2 separate regions of the Mus musculus genome follow, and region 1 is linked to region 2. A link is a contact called in public HiChIP or PLAC-seq data. All regions are on one chromosome and are shown on one strand. The core of a region is the stretch at or near the end of the contact, and the rest is flanking DNA. Distances in the headings are between cores, read along the strand shown.

Region 1 (7,187 bases), core at 1,955-4,454, 60 kb before region 2:
GCAGAACTGTGGGTGAAGAAGCTGGATTCCACAGATGAACTGGACACCTATAGAATATGAAAGATAGGGTTTTGTTTTTAAGCAAAACTTAAGACAAACGTTGGAGTTAAACTGAGGACAAAGTTTAATGAAAAGCAGGGCAAGTGTTCTTTTTCTGCCACATGGTATTTCATGGGTAGGTTTAAGGATTAATGTAGATACCTTAATTGGTATACACTATCTAATAGAAGCTGCTTAGCCTACAGGCTGACCAGAAGTGGACTCACCATTGGTGGGTACTGGTATTCATGGGCATTTGCTGGGTTGATCTCTGCCAATGTCTGGGCATCTGTATCTCTTGCATTTACCAGCCTCAGAAAGAGCTCAGCCTGGCCTGCCTAACAAAGGAAGTGGTACTCCATTGGAATCTGGGAGTATACCCAGTCTTTATCCTCTATACTTACCTGGGGAATCTCATTCCTCTGGGCAAGGCTGAGGCTGGTGTTAGGATAGACCCGAAGTGGGAGGCGCCAACGGCCCCTAAGCACCCTCAGATCTTGGTCAAATAGCAATAGTGAGGCCCAAGCCTTTGGTTGTGGTGCCCATGTAACTCCATGCCAGGCCTGTAGTTCACAGATCAAAGATACCAGTGGTGATGGAGGCAGCCTGTGAAACAAAATCACGTTCGAGTATTTAGCTGAAGTCCCTAGTTTGTTGTAGGGCTGCTCTTGGGCCCAGTGTACAGATCAGACCTAGTAAGGTGCAGCCTTTATGACCTATACCTACTAACCTGGGCACAGGCTGCTTGCTTGCTAGGATAGCACAGTTGCCCATAGGTCCAGGAGCTGAAGGTTGTGGCAAGCAAAGGGCTGGAGGTAATGCTGTGGTCCCTCCTGTATCTTGTCCATTCCGGGCCAAGCTGGTCATTAGCTGTACCCATATCCAAGAAGTGTCAAGGCCCCGCAGGAAGTCATAGAAAATGACAAGGCCAGCCCTGAAGAATACAAATCTATGTACACAGAGCCCCTAATTCCTCCACCCGGCCAGTACTTTAAGCCTGGATGGCGGTTGGTGGGTCTCCATAAATGTCAGCATTCAAAAATGCTGTGAAGGAGGGAGCAGGCCTCACCCAGGATCATAGGGTGCTGGACCTAGAACATCTGATGCAGGTAGGAGGAAGTGGAGATCCAGACCCATTTTTCTTGTCATGGTTCCATTAAGTATCTATTGTGGACAAAAGAGTTCAGTCCTACAGAACTGCAATCTGCCCATGATCCCCAAACTGCATGTCAAGCCAGCCATCAACCCCGAATGCTGTCTTTCTCACAGTCTTTGAAGTGCCATGGAAGTTCTGGGCTTTTGTGGAACTTGTAAGTTGTGGTATTGGGGGTGCAACCAGTGGAGGGAGGAGGGAGTTATCACACCTACTCAGGTGTCCGGGGAGATCCCTGGATCCTAGAAACAACAACAAAGTGGCTTGAGCTGGAGGAAGCAGCAAACTGAGTAAGTCAGAGGGAGTACAGGCTCATAAACCAAAGATACAAAGATAGCTGTATTGACAGAAACACGTTACAGACATGGACTTCATCCTCCCGACTTGGTCCCTTCACCCCTTCAGAGTTGGGTTCCCTGGGATTGTCTAGGGAGAGGCTGTATTTTTCACTGACCCCAGGGCGACAGACTCAGGACTTTCTGCTTCTGCAATGCCAGGATTTCTGCCTCCAGGAGCCTGTTTTCGGCTTCCACCGTTAGAACCTCCTCAGAGGCGGCACTTAGTTTTTCTGAGATGAATTAAAGTGATCTGTCAAGCATTATGTAGTAATCCAACTTTAAGGGTTTCTGCACAAGCCTGGATTTGTCATCTGGCAATGGGTTTTCCTTCCTTGGGCTTACGTGCCTCCCATTCTAGTGGTGCTCTCCCTCAAGCCCTTTTCTCCTTCCAACTCTAGGACCATCAGTGTAGAAACCCTCTATGATAGACCCTTTCGTTCACCCTTGCGGTTTTGCGACCGCTGCAATTCCAGGGCTGACGCTTCCACTTGCAGCTGCAATATTTTGTCCAGAACTTCTGGGTCCCGGCCTCCACCGTGCACGTAGGCTTCACGTAGGATCCTAGCAAGAAGGCAGCAGAAAGCGATCTCCCAGACTGAACAGACTCCCGATCCTGTCCACCCAGGGCCGGGGTCCTCACCGGATCTCTGCAGCCAGCGTTTCCGGGTTGAACCGCAGGGGCAGGTAACAGAATTCCACTGCCCTATGGGTGTCCTGCAGTTTTCTGGCGCAAGCAGATGATGTCACTGACCCGAGCCCAAGGCCCCGCCCGCACTCCTACCAAAGCTGGGCCGGCAACTCACCGAGGCTGAAGCTGGAGCGCCTGGAAATGCGCACCTAGCGTTTGCAGTGCTCCCCGGGTCCGGTTGGCCTCTTCCTTGAGTTCTCTGAGCTCGCGCTCCAAGTCGAATGGGCGGGGTAATCCTCCCTTGGGTCCCGCCACGCTGTGGAGGCGCCGTTTTAATTCTGAGGGACAAATGGGCAGAGTCAGGGTGAGTCCGAGCACAGCGACAGGGCCGAGTCCTTACCTCTCACCTTCGCCGCGACGCTCCAGCGCCCGGCTCTGTGCTTCTGTTTCTGCCATGCGTCTGGCGCGGGTTCCCTGCAAGACTCGCAGCCTCTCCCCAGGGCTCCCTGCAGTCTGGGAAGTGAGACCCTCAGTCGCTCGGGGACCTATTTTCTGTAGGGACAGCAACTGCACCTGCAAATAACTCGGACCCGCTATTTCTGTACTGGGTGATTTCCAGCATGTAAATCTCTACACATGTAAAGTTGAAGTTTGTAGTCATGATTGGTGTGTACCTCCTCTGTCAGCCTCTTTAGAGCAGATGTGCTGGCTTCCTGATCACGGCTCTTTTCTTGTGCCATGATCTGGTGGCGGGGAGGCAAAAAACGTAAGAATAATGATTGATGGAAAACCTACCCCTGGCCACTGGCGGCCCTTACCTTGGTGCCTCGTTTGATCGCGACTGAAGGCTGTGATTTAAGTGTTACCTCCGGAGTCAGCCGGCCAATGCAGAATCGTTTGGTGTGTGTGGCCAACAGAGCCCAGGAGCGGAAAACCATATCACAGGATTCACAGGATAAAAGTCCTGATTCCCCTGAGTAATCGGCCATGGAATGGAATCTCTTATAGACACCAGCGTCCTACAGAGGATGTGACAAAAGAGAAAAGGCGGACTGGACAGAAAAGAGAGAAAAGGGACAAAGAATAGACCAAGTCTGCTAAATCGCCAGGTCCTTCAAATGTATGTTTATGTTTGGGGAGGTGCCCTAGCTCCCTGGGCAGCGAGTACAGGCTTAGGCAGGCCTGGGCAATGTGCCTGGCCACCTTTGGGTGGGGCCCAGGTGTGAAAATGTCAGTTTGTTCCACCAATTACAGTGAGTTTGGCCAAGTATTTAATTAACTGCGGCTTTGACTTCATTGCCTATTTAGCCTCTGATAGGCAACTGTCATCTGTACCACAGCTGTTCTCTAAAATGGACAGATTTCAAGCTAGAATTCTCCACTGTAGGGAACATTTCCGCACAAGGTAAACCTCATATTAGCAGTATGTCTTTGCATAAACCCATCTTTTACAGAATTAACACACCACACAATGGAATAGTCTTTCTAATTCCCATTCTGGGACAGGAATGATCTGAACCTTTCCAGTAATGAGAACTGGGAGACCCGTTGGGGAGAATACAATTTGTCAGATGGATACTACTTGTGAGTTAAACGAGCTCTTTCTGCTGGTCAAGTTATCGTCACCTTTACACAGATCTGTAAAAGCAACGTTCATCCTCATCTCCTAGGCGAATCTATGCCTAAAATGTTTTCAGGCTCTGAGACTATTGAATAAACTCACTCTAGCTCTTCCTCAAAGCTGGCTGACTCAACTCAGCTGTTCTGTCTCAAAGTCCTCTCTGAACTGGTTCAAACCGGCTTCTCTTAGCTTCTCATTGAAGTGCTCTACTTGGTGAAGCTGCCTCTAAACTACACTCAACTGAACTAACTCCAAGATGGATTTTCCCTGCACTGCTCTTTTTTTTTTTTTTTTTAAGATTTATTTATTATATGTAAGTACACGGTAGCTGTCTTCAGACACACCAGAAGAGGGCGTCACGGATGGTTGTGAGCCACCATGTGGTTGCTGGGACTTGAACACTGGACCTTTGGAAGAGCAGTCGGGTACTCTTACCCACTGAGCCATCTCACCAGCCCCCCTGCACTGCTCTTAAGTAGCATTTCTTTCCTGAGTTGGGCTTTGCCCATCTGTGGAGAGCTTTGTGGGGCCACTTGGCTGGGATTTGACATTAGGCCAGGACAAGGAAGTAAGCTCAGGCAGGAATCTAATTTGGCTAGAACAAAGTAGTAGGCTTAAGGCAAGAATTTTACTTTGGGCTAGGACAGGGAAGTAGGCTCAGATATCTTGGTCATCCTGATAAGCACTTAGAAACAGTGAGCTTGGGAGTTTTATTGTCTTGCTTATTCTCCAGCCTAGAACTGATCTTATTATTTGCATGTAATTAAAATGATATAAAAGCAAATTGGGGGAAAAAAAATAAACCTACTTCAGCCTCAGACCTTGCTGAGTTCATACTACAATGAAAATTGCCTTTTTTCTTTTTAATCCTCGCTCCTGAGCTGATCTCTCTGACTCATTTGGTCAGATATTTCTGATTCATCACACTAAGGGCATGTCTGTATCCAGCGAGGTCATACAGACATCTATCTTTTGGATGTGATCCTTTTCAAGAGCAAACATGTTCCCTGATTAAAATTCGTCTACACAGATCCATGCACCTCATTTCTGAAGCAGCCTTTCCTCAGTAAGACAGAGCTGTTAAGGTAGTTCTCTCCAAACATCCAAAGAGGAGCAAGTTACACGATGTTTATGTGCTCTGAAACATTATATAAAAGGCGAGCATTCTCTCCACTGCCTTAATAAACTGTTACTTCATAGATTTAAAAGATGCTTTTTCTTTTTTAGTGTATGGGTATTTTGCCTGCACGTATACCAACGCATTCAGTTCCCAATGAGGTTAGAATTGGGGTGGCTTAGGTTATGATTGCTAGTTGCATTTTGAACCGTAGCCAACTGAAAGAGCAGCTAGTTGAGTGCTCCATGGGGCCATCCTTCCAATTCCAGCAGATTTAGAAAAATGGGCTACATGAGCATTATACTGAAAGTGTTACCTTTTGTGGTGGTTTCAGGTAGTAAATCGAGGGCCTTGGCCATGCAATGCAAGTAAATGTTCTGCCAATGAACTATGACCTCCAGCTGCCAATTTCCTTAACATATCTTAACATTTAGCCTGTGCATGTATTTGTGTTAGCACAGGTAGGCCAGGTAAAGTATCATGTCAAGGGAGTCATTTGTCTACTTTCATCATGTGGATCCCAAGAATCAAACCGAAATCCTCAAACTTGGTGACATAAACTTAAGTTCACTGAGCCATCTTGGTGGCCCTAAAATGTGGAACCACAACCATAAAAACTGCAAAAGCCACAAGCGCTCCTAACCCACTAAGCCATCTCTCCAGCTCTTCATTCATTTTGTATGTATATGTGCATATCAAGTTCACATATACAACTCGGAGAACAAATTGTGGAAACCATTTCTCAACTTCCATCACCATGTGTTTCTAGGTATGGAAGATGTAAACACTTAGTGGGCAAGTGCTAACCCTACACGGAGTCATTCTCATTCCTCCATCTCCACTGTCGTCTTACTTCATTCAATCACCCCCATGCACCCATTTAATTAAGTAGGAAGCACTTGTCAGGCCTTCTTTAAAATATTCATATTGGTGGCTGGACACTTGGCTCAGCAGCAGTTCAGAGCTGTTCTTCCAGAGGAGCAGAAGTCCCCCTTTGGCCTCCTCTGGCAATCAGTGCAGCATGGCATTCAGAGACACACACATAGGCAAAACACCTACACATAAAACACAACCAACTGAGGTGGGGGGAGGCCTCCAAACCCAGGTATATTGATAAATCCTGGGCACTAAAAAATTCCTTCAGTAAAAAAAATGTAGTTTATTATGAATAATTTATTGCACAGGTTTTTTCCACATTAAGAATTTTTGCTGAAAAGAGAAACAGGTGGGGCTGAATTCAGTTTTCCCCTAGTTTTCTAAAAATATTTCCCTTAAAAAAAGAATCCACTCTCTAATTTTAAAGAAAATATATTTCTTACACAAGACAATCCAAACTGATGCAAAATATTTATTCGACGTTAGTTATTTTATGCAGTAGTTTTTCCCCTCAACAGACTTGTGGTAACCACATCTTTTAAATCTGTAAATAATGTTATCAAAATAATCTTAATCTTTGAAATCTCACAAAAATTCATATTTTACAATCCACCCTGAATATCAAGGCTGCAAGAATAACATTTCCTATATCCAAATATTTTACAGCTGTACCCAAAAGAAAAAAAAAAAAAAAGAGAAAATAAAAAACAAAACAAAACAAAAAAAAAAAAAAAACAAAAACAACCACATATGCTTGGTTAAGGGCTAAGTTACCCAGCAGCCAAAAATAAAATAAAATATCCAAATTATTAGCATTAATTTAATACAATTATAACTTCAATAGTCACTTTGTCATTGACAATGATTGCTTGAGCACAGGGGTGAGTCCCCAAGGGCTGGTAGTAGAAGCTGTTGAGCAGAGCAGCATCTCCTCCCTGCATCTCTGCCCTGACAGCTCCCACTTGTGCACAGCCCCACAGGTACTGTGTGTGTGCTTAAAAAAATCCCACCACACAAATGCCTATTAAGCAGGTAACAGGGAAGAAAACAAAGGCTAAGCAAGACAATTGCTCTCTCTTTGGGATATGATTATTTCCCTTGTGCATGAAGTATTCAACAACATAAGAAAAGGAAAAGAACACTTTATATTCTCTAAACACAAGGCTGAGCTCAGCGGGGCAGGTCACTGTGAGCATTTTATCTCTACTTCCAGGCATCGTCGTCTGACGTCTGGCTGCTGCTCGTTTCCGAGTCTGAGTCCTCACACTCTGCAATGCAAGTGCTTCTCCACGGGGAGGACAGGCTGCAACTACGGCTTTGTAAGAGGCCATTCTTTCCAAACCCATTTCTTCGTAGCTACAGAGCATAGGAGAAAGAAAATAAAAAACCTTCAATGACTACACCGGTCTAGAGGA
Region 2 (7,813 bases), core at 367-2,866:
CACTCTTTACTTATCTATCTATTCAATACATGGAATACTCAAAAGAATCAGAAGATCATATCACAAATATATGTTTGATTTGCAAATGGTCAGAACCTACATTTTCAAATGTTCCTTGTGCTTTTGTGCCTTCTCTGTCACAGTACAGCAACACCCCCTTCACAACGACTAGTGATCATATTACCAATTTCCGTCCATGTATCTGAATGAGGGTTGTAAACTTCAACTGAGTCCAAAGTACCTGGGGCCAAGAAATCATGGCTAGAAGACCGGCCTCCAGAGACATACAGAAGACCATTGACTGTCACAGCACACATGCCTGCTCTAGGAACTTTCATTGAAGCAACTTCAACCCACTTTTCCTAATAAAATGAGAAAAGAATTAACATTAGTACTGTCATAAAATGATAATAAAATCTCTGAGAAATCATATATTTAGACTGTACATATTTAAATTCACACAAACCAATTAAGTAAATATATACAACATTTTTTGTTTGTCTGTTTTTTTTTTTGTTTGTTTTTTGTTTTGGTTTTTTTGTATAGCCCTGGCTGTCCTGGAACTAACTCTGTAGACCAGGCTGGCCTCGAACTCAGAAATCCGCCTGTCTCTGCCTCCCGAGTGCTGGGATTAAAGGCGTGTGCCACCATGCCTGGCTTATTTTAAAATAACTTTTGGGTAGGTATGGCAAAACATTGAGTCTAGAGAGAAGTAATAGTTAAACACATCTAACTATAAATTATGATTAGGTGATAGTATAGAAATCATATAGAGGGACTGGCGAGAGGGCTCAGTGGTTGAAAGAACTAAATAGTCTTGCAAAGAAGTGAGATTCAGTTCCCAGTACCTACATGGTGGTTAACAACCATCTGTGACTCTAGTTCTAGAGAATCTAACACTAATACCTATCTCTTCTGTAAACATGTAGTATAAGACATTCATGAAGGCAAAACACCCATACAAATAAAATAAAAATAAATCTGTTTAAAAAAAAACACATAAGAGTCATTGAAGCCAAAATTCTGAGAATCTAAGTCTATACATTCAAAATGAAGAGATTATCAAGTACCAAGGAGGGGAAAAGTTTATATACTAAAAGACTTTTTGTTTTTAAAAGATTCTTGAAGGCTGAGGCAGGTGGATTTCTGAGTTCGAGGCCAGCCTGGTCTACAGAGCGGGTTCCAGGGCAGCCAGGGCTACACAGAGAAATACTGTCTTGAAAAACCAAAAAAAAAAAAAAAAAAAAAAAAAAAACCAAAACCCTCCCCCCTCCCAAAAAAAAAATCTTCAAAGTTTCTATTTAGGTAGCTGGAGAGATGGCTCAGAAGTTAAAACGACTCTGTACTTGTGGTTTGACAAAGAATGGCCCCATAAGCTGATAAATTTGAGTGCCTGGTCACCAGCGAGTGGTACTATTTGAAGGGAGTAGAAGGACTAGGAAGTGTGGTCTTGTTGGAGGAAATATATCACTAAAGGTGGACTTTGGGGTTGCAAAAGCCAGCCTTAAGCTCCTTCTCTCTTTCTGCCTAAAGTTCAGAATGTAGCACTCAGCAACTGCTCCAGCACCTGCCTGGCTGGCTGGCTGCCTGCAATCACACTCTCCACCATGATAATGGACTAAACCTCTGAAACTGTAAAGCAAGCTGCCAATTAAATACTGCCTTTCATAAGAGTTGCTGTGGTCATGGTGTCTCTTTACAGCAATAAAACAGTGACTAAGATCCCTTTGACCTCCTTTTTGTTGTCTAATTGCTCTAGCTAGAACTTTAAGTACTTTATTGAATAGATAGGGAGAGAGTGGGCAGCCTTGTCTAGTCCCTGATTTTAGTGGGATTGCTTCAAGTTTCTCTCCATTTAGTTTGATGTTAGCTATTGGTTTGCTGTATATTGCTTTTTACAATGTTTAGGTATGAGCCTTGAATTCCTGATCTTTCCAAGACTTTTAACATGAAGGAATGTTGGATTTTTGTCAAATGCTTTTTCAGTATCTAATGGAATGATCATGTGGTTTTTGTCTTTGAGTTTGTTTATATAGTGGATTACATTGATGGATTTCTGTATATTGAACCATCCCAGCATCCTTGGGATGAAGCCTACCTGATCGTGATGGATGATCATTTTGATGTGTTCTTGGATTCAGTTTGTGAGAATTTTATTTTATTTTTTGCATCAATATTCATAAGGGAAACTGGTCTGAAGTTCTCTTTCTTTGTTGGGTCTTTGTGTGGTTTTGGTATCAGCATAACTGTTTGGTTTTTGTTTGTAAATGTTTATTTATTTATATGAGTACACTGTAGCTGTCTTCAGACACACCAGAAGAGAGCATCAAATCCCATTACAGATGGTTGTGAGCCACCATGTGGTGTCTGGGAATTGAGCTCAGGACCTCTACAAGAGCAGTCAATGCTCTTAACCACTGAGCCATCTCTCCAGCCCATAGTAAGTGATCTTAACTGATGTCCTATTTCACTGGCCCAGAAGTCTTTTGTTTTTGTTTTTAATGAAGGAAGCCACATGTAGTGGTACATGCCTTTAAACCAAGCACTTGTGAGGCAGAAGCAAGCAGATCCTGGTGAGTTGAAGACCAGCCTGGTCTAACTAGTGAGTTTCTAGTCAGCCAATGATACATTGTGAGGCTCTGTCTCAAAAAAATAGTGATAATAATAAATGATAGAAGTAAGCTGGAGAAATAGCTCAGCAGTTAAGAGCACTTATTGCTCTTCCAGAGGACCCAAGTTCAATTCCCAGCACCCACATGGCAGCTCACAGCTGTCTGTAATTCCAGTTCCAGAGGATCTGGCACTCACACAGACACACATATAGGCAAAACAGCAATGCACATGAAAGAAAGAAAGAAAGAAAGAAAGAAAGAAAGAAAGAAAGAAAGAAAGAAAGAAAGAAAGAAAGAAAGAAAGAAAGGGAAAAGAAAAGAAAGAGAGAAATAAACGTGTAAATAAAAAGGAAAGAAGGAGAGATGGATTATTAGTTAAGAGTACTTGTTGCTTCCAGAGGATCTGAGTTTAAATCCTATCCCAGTATCCATATATGGAGGCTCACAACCACCTATACCTCCAACTTCTGGAGGTTTATACCCTCATCTGACCTCTGTAGGTACCTGAACACACATTGAAGGCATACAGACATATACATATAAATTAATACTAACCTTTATTTTTATTTTTAATTAATTAATTTGGTTTTTCAAGACAGGGTTTCTCTGTGTAGCCCTGGCTGTCCTGGAACTTGCACTGTAGACCAGGTTGGCCTTGAACTCACAGAGATCCACTAGCTTCTGCCTCCAGAGTTCTGGAATTAAAGGTATGGGCCACCATACCCATCCCCAGGTATAAGGTTTTGAAACTAAAATAGTAGACTACATTTGAAGGCTAAAAGAAAAATCTATAATTATAAAGAACATCACAAAACTGGCAGAGCTGAAAAACTTTACATGTAATTAAGACAGACGAGGATGCCTTAGAGTTGTTTGAAGTTAAGAGAGCTTCCTTTTCTCACAAAATGCTCCCTGACAAGAGCAAAAAGACCACAGGCTCACTCTGTATTGTTTCTTTCATTTCTATCAATGTGTAATACAGAACTATTAAGCAATATGAACCAAAACTTGACAGAAATTAAGAAAGAGACAGACAAGCCCACATTTACAAATGAAAATGTTAACACTTTTCTTTCTTACTGATATCTCAGACTACCTTGACCTAATAGATAGTAAGAACACACACAATACCAGCAGGATACAAATTCCTTTCAGAATTTGTATAGAATGTTTATTAAGATAGGAACAATACAAAATGTGTTCTCTGATCAAAAGAGAATTTAATTAGAAATCAACTTAGGTGGCTGAGGCAGGAGGATCACCAGTTAAAGGTAAGTCTGCACTACAAGAGCTCACTCAAAGGCAGCCTAGGTGTTTCTTTGTTTTTGATTTTGTTTTCCAAACAGGGTTTCCCTGTAGAGTACTGACTATCTTGGAACTTACTCTGTAGAGCAGGTTGGCCTGGAACTCAAAAGATCCACCTGCCTCTGTCTCACAAGTGGTTGGATTAAAGACATGTAATACCACCACCCATCCAAGACCTTGCCTTAAAATAAACAAAGGGTGCTGGTGCACGCACATATAATAATAATAATAATAATAATAATAATAATAATAATAATATAATAATAAATAAAAATTTTAAATTAAAAATATAAATGGGACTGCAGGTATAGGTGTATGCCACCAAGACTGACAATTAGAATCCAATCCCTAGGGCCCATATGATGAAAAAATAAAAGAACCCACTCCTGCAAATTGTCCTCTGATTTCCATATATAAATGTAGAGATCACACACACACACACACAAAATAAATAAGTAAACTTAAATAAAAATTAAAAAGAAATAGAAACTAGTAATTAAAAGATATCTGGAAAAATCTCCATATATTAGTAAATTACATTATATATATATTTTTTTCATGTTATTGCTGTGGACTGGACCCAGTGACTCACAGTGGCTAAGTGTACATTTTACTATTTAGTTAATACTCCCAAAGCAATAAGATACTTATAACAACCCACTGGTCCAAATAAAAATTATCAGAAATAAAAAAAAATTTTAAGGTAAATATTAATTAAATACAACAAGACCTGGAGAGATAGATCAGTAATTAAGAATTCTTACTGCTCTTACAGATGTCCCAGTTTTAATACCTAGCAGCCACAATTGGCACCCCACAACTGCCTGTTCACATACATAAAAATTAATAAAGTTTTAAAAATTAAAACACTATCAAATATGTAGGATGCAGTTAAAGTAGTATCTAAAGAAAATTTATAGGGCTGGCAATATAAGAGCATTTGCATACACAAACCATTAAAATTTTAAAACATTTTAAATTACTTTATGTTATTAGTGTTGTGCCTTCTTGTATGTCTTACATGATGTGTGTGTGTGCTGCCCAAGGAAGCAAAAAGAGGATGTTGGATGCCCTGGAACTGGCGTTATAGACAGTTGTGAGCTGGAAACTAAACCTGGGTCATCCCTGCAAGAGCAGCCATTGGTTTTAGCTGCTTAGCAATATCTCTACTCTATACCAAAACTTAAAAATACATTTATAGATATAAATGATAAAAAACTGAAGTTTTATAATCTGACATCTCAGTTTCTGATTTAACAAATGAGAAAAGGGCAAAAATCCATAATACACATGCAAGAAAAAATAAAAATAGAAATAATAGACAAGTGATGCATAAAGTTTGTTCTTTAAAAAGAGAAAACTAATAATCAAAACAATGAGTGAAAGAGAACAGCACATCACTTCAGATGTAACAGGTAGTGACAGAGAATAAGAAAACACTAAGCATTCGAAATCATGCAACCCACCTCTTCGAAGGAGTACTTTTCTACAGTATGAAGGGCATCTTGTGTCTCATTCCACCCTCCAATAGCATAGATGCAGTCATTGAGTGCTGCCACCCCAAGATACGCTCTTCTGGTTCCCATAGGAGGAAGTGGAGACCAGCGCTTGGAAAGTGGATCATAAACCTCAAAGGAACGGAGCTCTAGCCCCTCATTGCTGATTCCTCCAACTGCATAAATTAAACCTGAAAAAGAACAGATTTGTGCTCAGTTTCTACTGAACAGGTACAGGCTAACCGTGGCGGCACAAGCCTCTGACCCAGCACGCAGGAGGCAGAAGCAGCCAGACCAGCCTGATGTACATAGTGAGTTTCAGGACAACAGCTAGAGCTACATAGTGAGACCCTGTCATAAAAAATTAAACAAACAAACAAACAAACTGTACTTTCTCCCTACTTATGAAGAATAACTTAGCTGTGATGTGAGAGGAAGTGACAACAAAGGAAGACACATCAAATACTTAGTTTACTAAACAGCTGCTCTATCTGGATTTTTTTTTTTCTATTCTTTAAAAAAAACAACCCATTTTATTTGTGTGGGCATCTGTAGATCTATAAAAATGGGATGGTATAAAACCAATATGAACACTTACTGGTGACTTCAGTTTCAACAAAGGACGATAAATTGGTTCCACATGCCATGTAAAGGATGTTGAGTCCAGACAACAATTTTCAGGGGTCAATTTCAGGGGTGGATTAATGTCCACCATCAAGTTGGCAGACCTGGCAGCAGGCAAATTTACCCACCAGACTGCTTCTTTAGCACCTATCTGAAGTTTATTTAGTTTTGATTTTTTTGTTTTGTTTTGTTTTTTTGAGACAGGGTATCTCTTTGTAGATCAGGCTAGCTTTCAACTCACAGAGATCCATCTGCTTCTGCCTACCAAGTGCTGGAATTAAAAGTATGCACCACCAATATACCCTGTAACTGGTCTTTGATATTTTATGGGTTTCTCTTTTTCCTACCCATTATTCCTCCTCCCTCCCTGGTTTCACCTCCTATCACAAGACATGAGAGAAAGAAGTATAGAGGGGAGAAAGGGAAATCCCCAAATCTAATTTCTTTCTTCTTGTTTTTTTCTTTGATCATGACTACCAACAAAGTACAACCAACACCCCTGAATGACCACCAACCACCAACCCCCCATCAGGGCTCTAGTATTTTTATACCCTCTGAAAGGTTCCCAGAATTACAAATGTTATAAAGCCAAGGAAACTATCTGTGCTGGCAAAACCACGCCTCTGCTAAAGCACAAGGCAAATCAAAGCAGCCCACATCCCACACCTGGGATTAAAATGAAAACACATTCTTACATTATTTTTATGAATTAAAAAAAAAGAATTATTCATTTATTTTATGTCTATAAGTACACTGTACACTGTTGCTGTCTTCAGATACACCACAAGAGGGCGTCAGATTCCCATTACAGATGGTTGTGAGCCACCATGTGGTTGCTGGGACTTGAACTCAGGACCTCTGGAAGAGCAGTCAGTGCTTTTAACCATTGTTCATCTCCTCCAGCCCCTACTTCTGTGTTTTTTAAAAGAAACCCAAATTCTAGAATTCTCACTACAATATCTGGCTTCCATCTGAAGTTTTTTAACTTAGTTTCCTTCATTACAGAAAAATTATTCTGGCAACACAGAAACAAAATGTCAATAATACAAGAGGTAAAAGCCAGAACTTCTACATTAAGTAACACTACTTTTCCAATAATAGGGCTAAACCATATTTTGAAAATAGGGCCTCAAATAGTTCATCTCTTACACCTATTTGCTTTGTGTGTCATGTGCACATATGTGTGCACACCACAGGGCATGTGTGGAGGTCAGGGGACAGCTTGCAGGAGGTGGTCCTCTCCTACTGTGTGGGTTCCAGGAATCAACCTCAGTCACACTTGGTGGAAGTCCTTTACCTATTGTCTGCCTCTCAAACGGTTTTTATAAACAGATTTACACACACACACACACACACACACACACACACACACTTCTTGCTACAGATCCACAGAGAGACCTTGTCTCAGAAAGTATGCAGCACCTTACCCTGTTCCCCAAAACTATTTTTTAACATGATTTCTATATCTTCAAAACTATTATACTAATAAAGGCCAATTCTAAGCAAAAGCACACATACACGTACATACACAGCAAAATGATAACTGCTGTATTGCTGGTAACTGGACGGAAAAAGTATTTTATAAATACCTTGCATCTCACAGCACCCAAAGTAGTAGCGTGACACTGCCATGCTGCCCACCACTTCCCACTTATTCTCATCAGGATCAAACCGCTCAATGGTGTTGCCGATCTCAGCTCCAACCCACCCACCTGCAACAAAGTGAAAAAGAATCATTTCTGAGACAAGGGAATCTTTCTTATGACAAAGACTTTA

The links. HiChIP or PLAC-seq counts read pairs in DNA pulled down with a chosen protein or histone mark.
Region 1: a contact with region 2 is called in an H3K4me3 HiChIP or PLAC-seq map of the SCID.adh cell line, with 16 read pairs. The contact joins the promoter of Ccdc17 here to the enhancer-like site in region 2. A contact is called at or near these places in 1 of 39 promoter capture datasets (macrophages), 5 of 115 datasets of contacts at active chromatin or transcription factors (the SCID.adh cell line, embryonic stem cells, intestinal crypt epithelium and 1 more) and 3 of 9 other capture datasets (adipose tissue, liver and pancreatic islet).

What each region holds. Positions count from the first base shown.
Region 1 is chr4:116,592,747-116,599,933 of GRCm38.p6, reverse strand. It overlaps Ccdc17 (coiled-coil domain containing 17), which reads right to left and starts at 3,204. Exons shown (of 13, transcript NM_001037916.3): 1 at 2,977-3,204; 2 at 2,833-2,901; 3 at 2,566-2,671; 4 at 2,334-2,496; 5 at 2,171-2,254; 6 at 1,973-2,091; 7 at 1,647-1,760; 8 at 1,307-1,434; 9 at 1,109-1,203; 10 at 770-973; 11 at 444-645; 12 at 267-377; 13 at 1-47. The coding sequence starts at 3,147. C530005A16Rik (RIKEN cDNA C530005A16 gene) reads left to right here and starts at 2,304. Exons shown (of 3, transcript NR_029450.1): 1 at 2,304-4,092; 2 at 6,986-7,091. Gpbp1l1 (GC-rich promoter binding protein 1-like 1) reads right to left here. Exons shown (of 12, transcript NM_029868.3): 12 at 6,032-7,128. The coding sequence ends at 6,976.
Region 2 is chr4:116,530,349-116,538,161 of GRCm38.p6, reverse strand. It overlaps Ipp (IAP promoted placental gene), which reads right to left. Exons shown (of 9, transcript NM_008389.3): 7 at 7,627-7,749; 8 at 5,384-5,604; 9 at 1-362. The coding sequence ends at 138. Among named protein-coding and RNA genes, the nearest start is that of Tmem69, 22 kb to the left of the region's middle. Within about 2 kb of position 1,616, at least 11 of the 459 cell types and tissues checked have an H3K27ac peak or open chromatin away from gene starts, as enhancers often do. A contact at or near this core is called in the SCID.adh cell line and intestinal crypt epithelium, where this site is marked.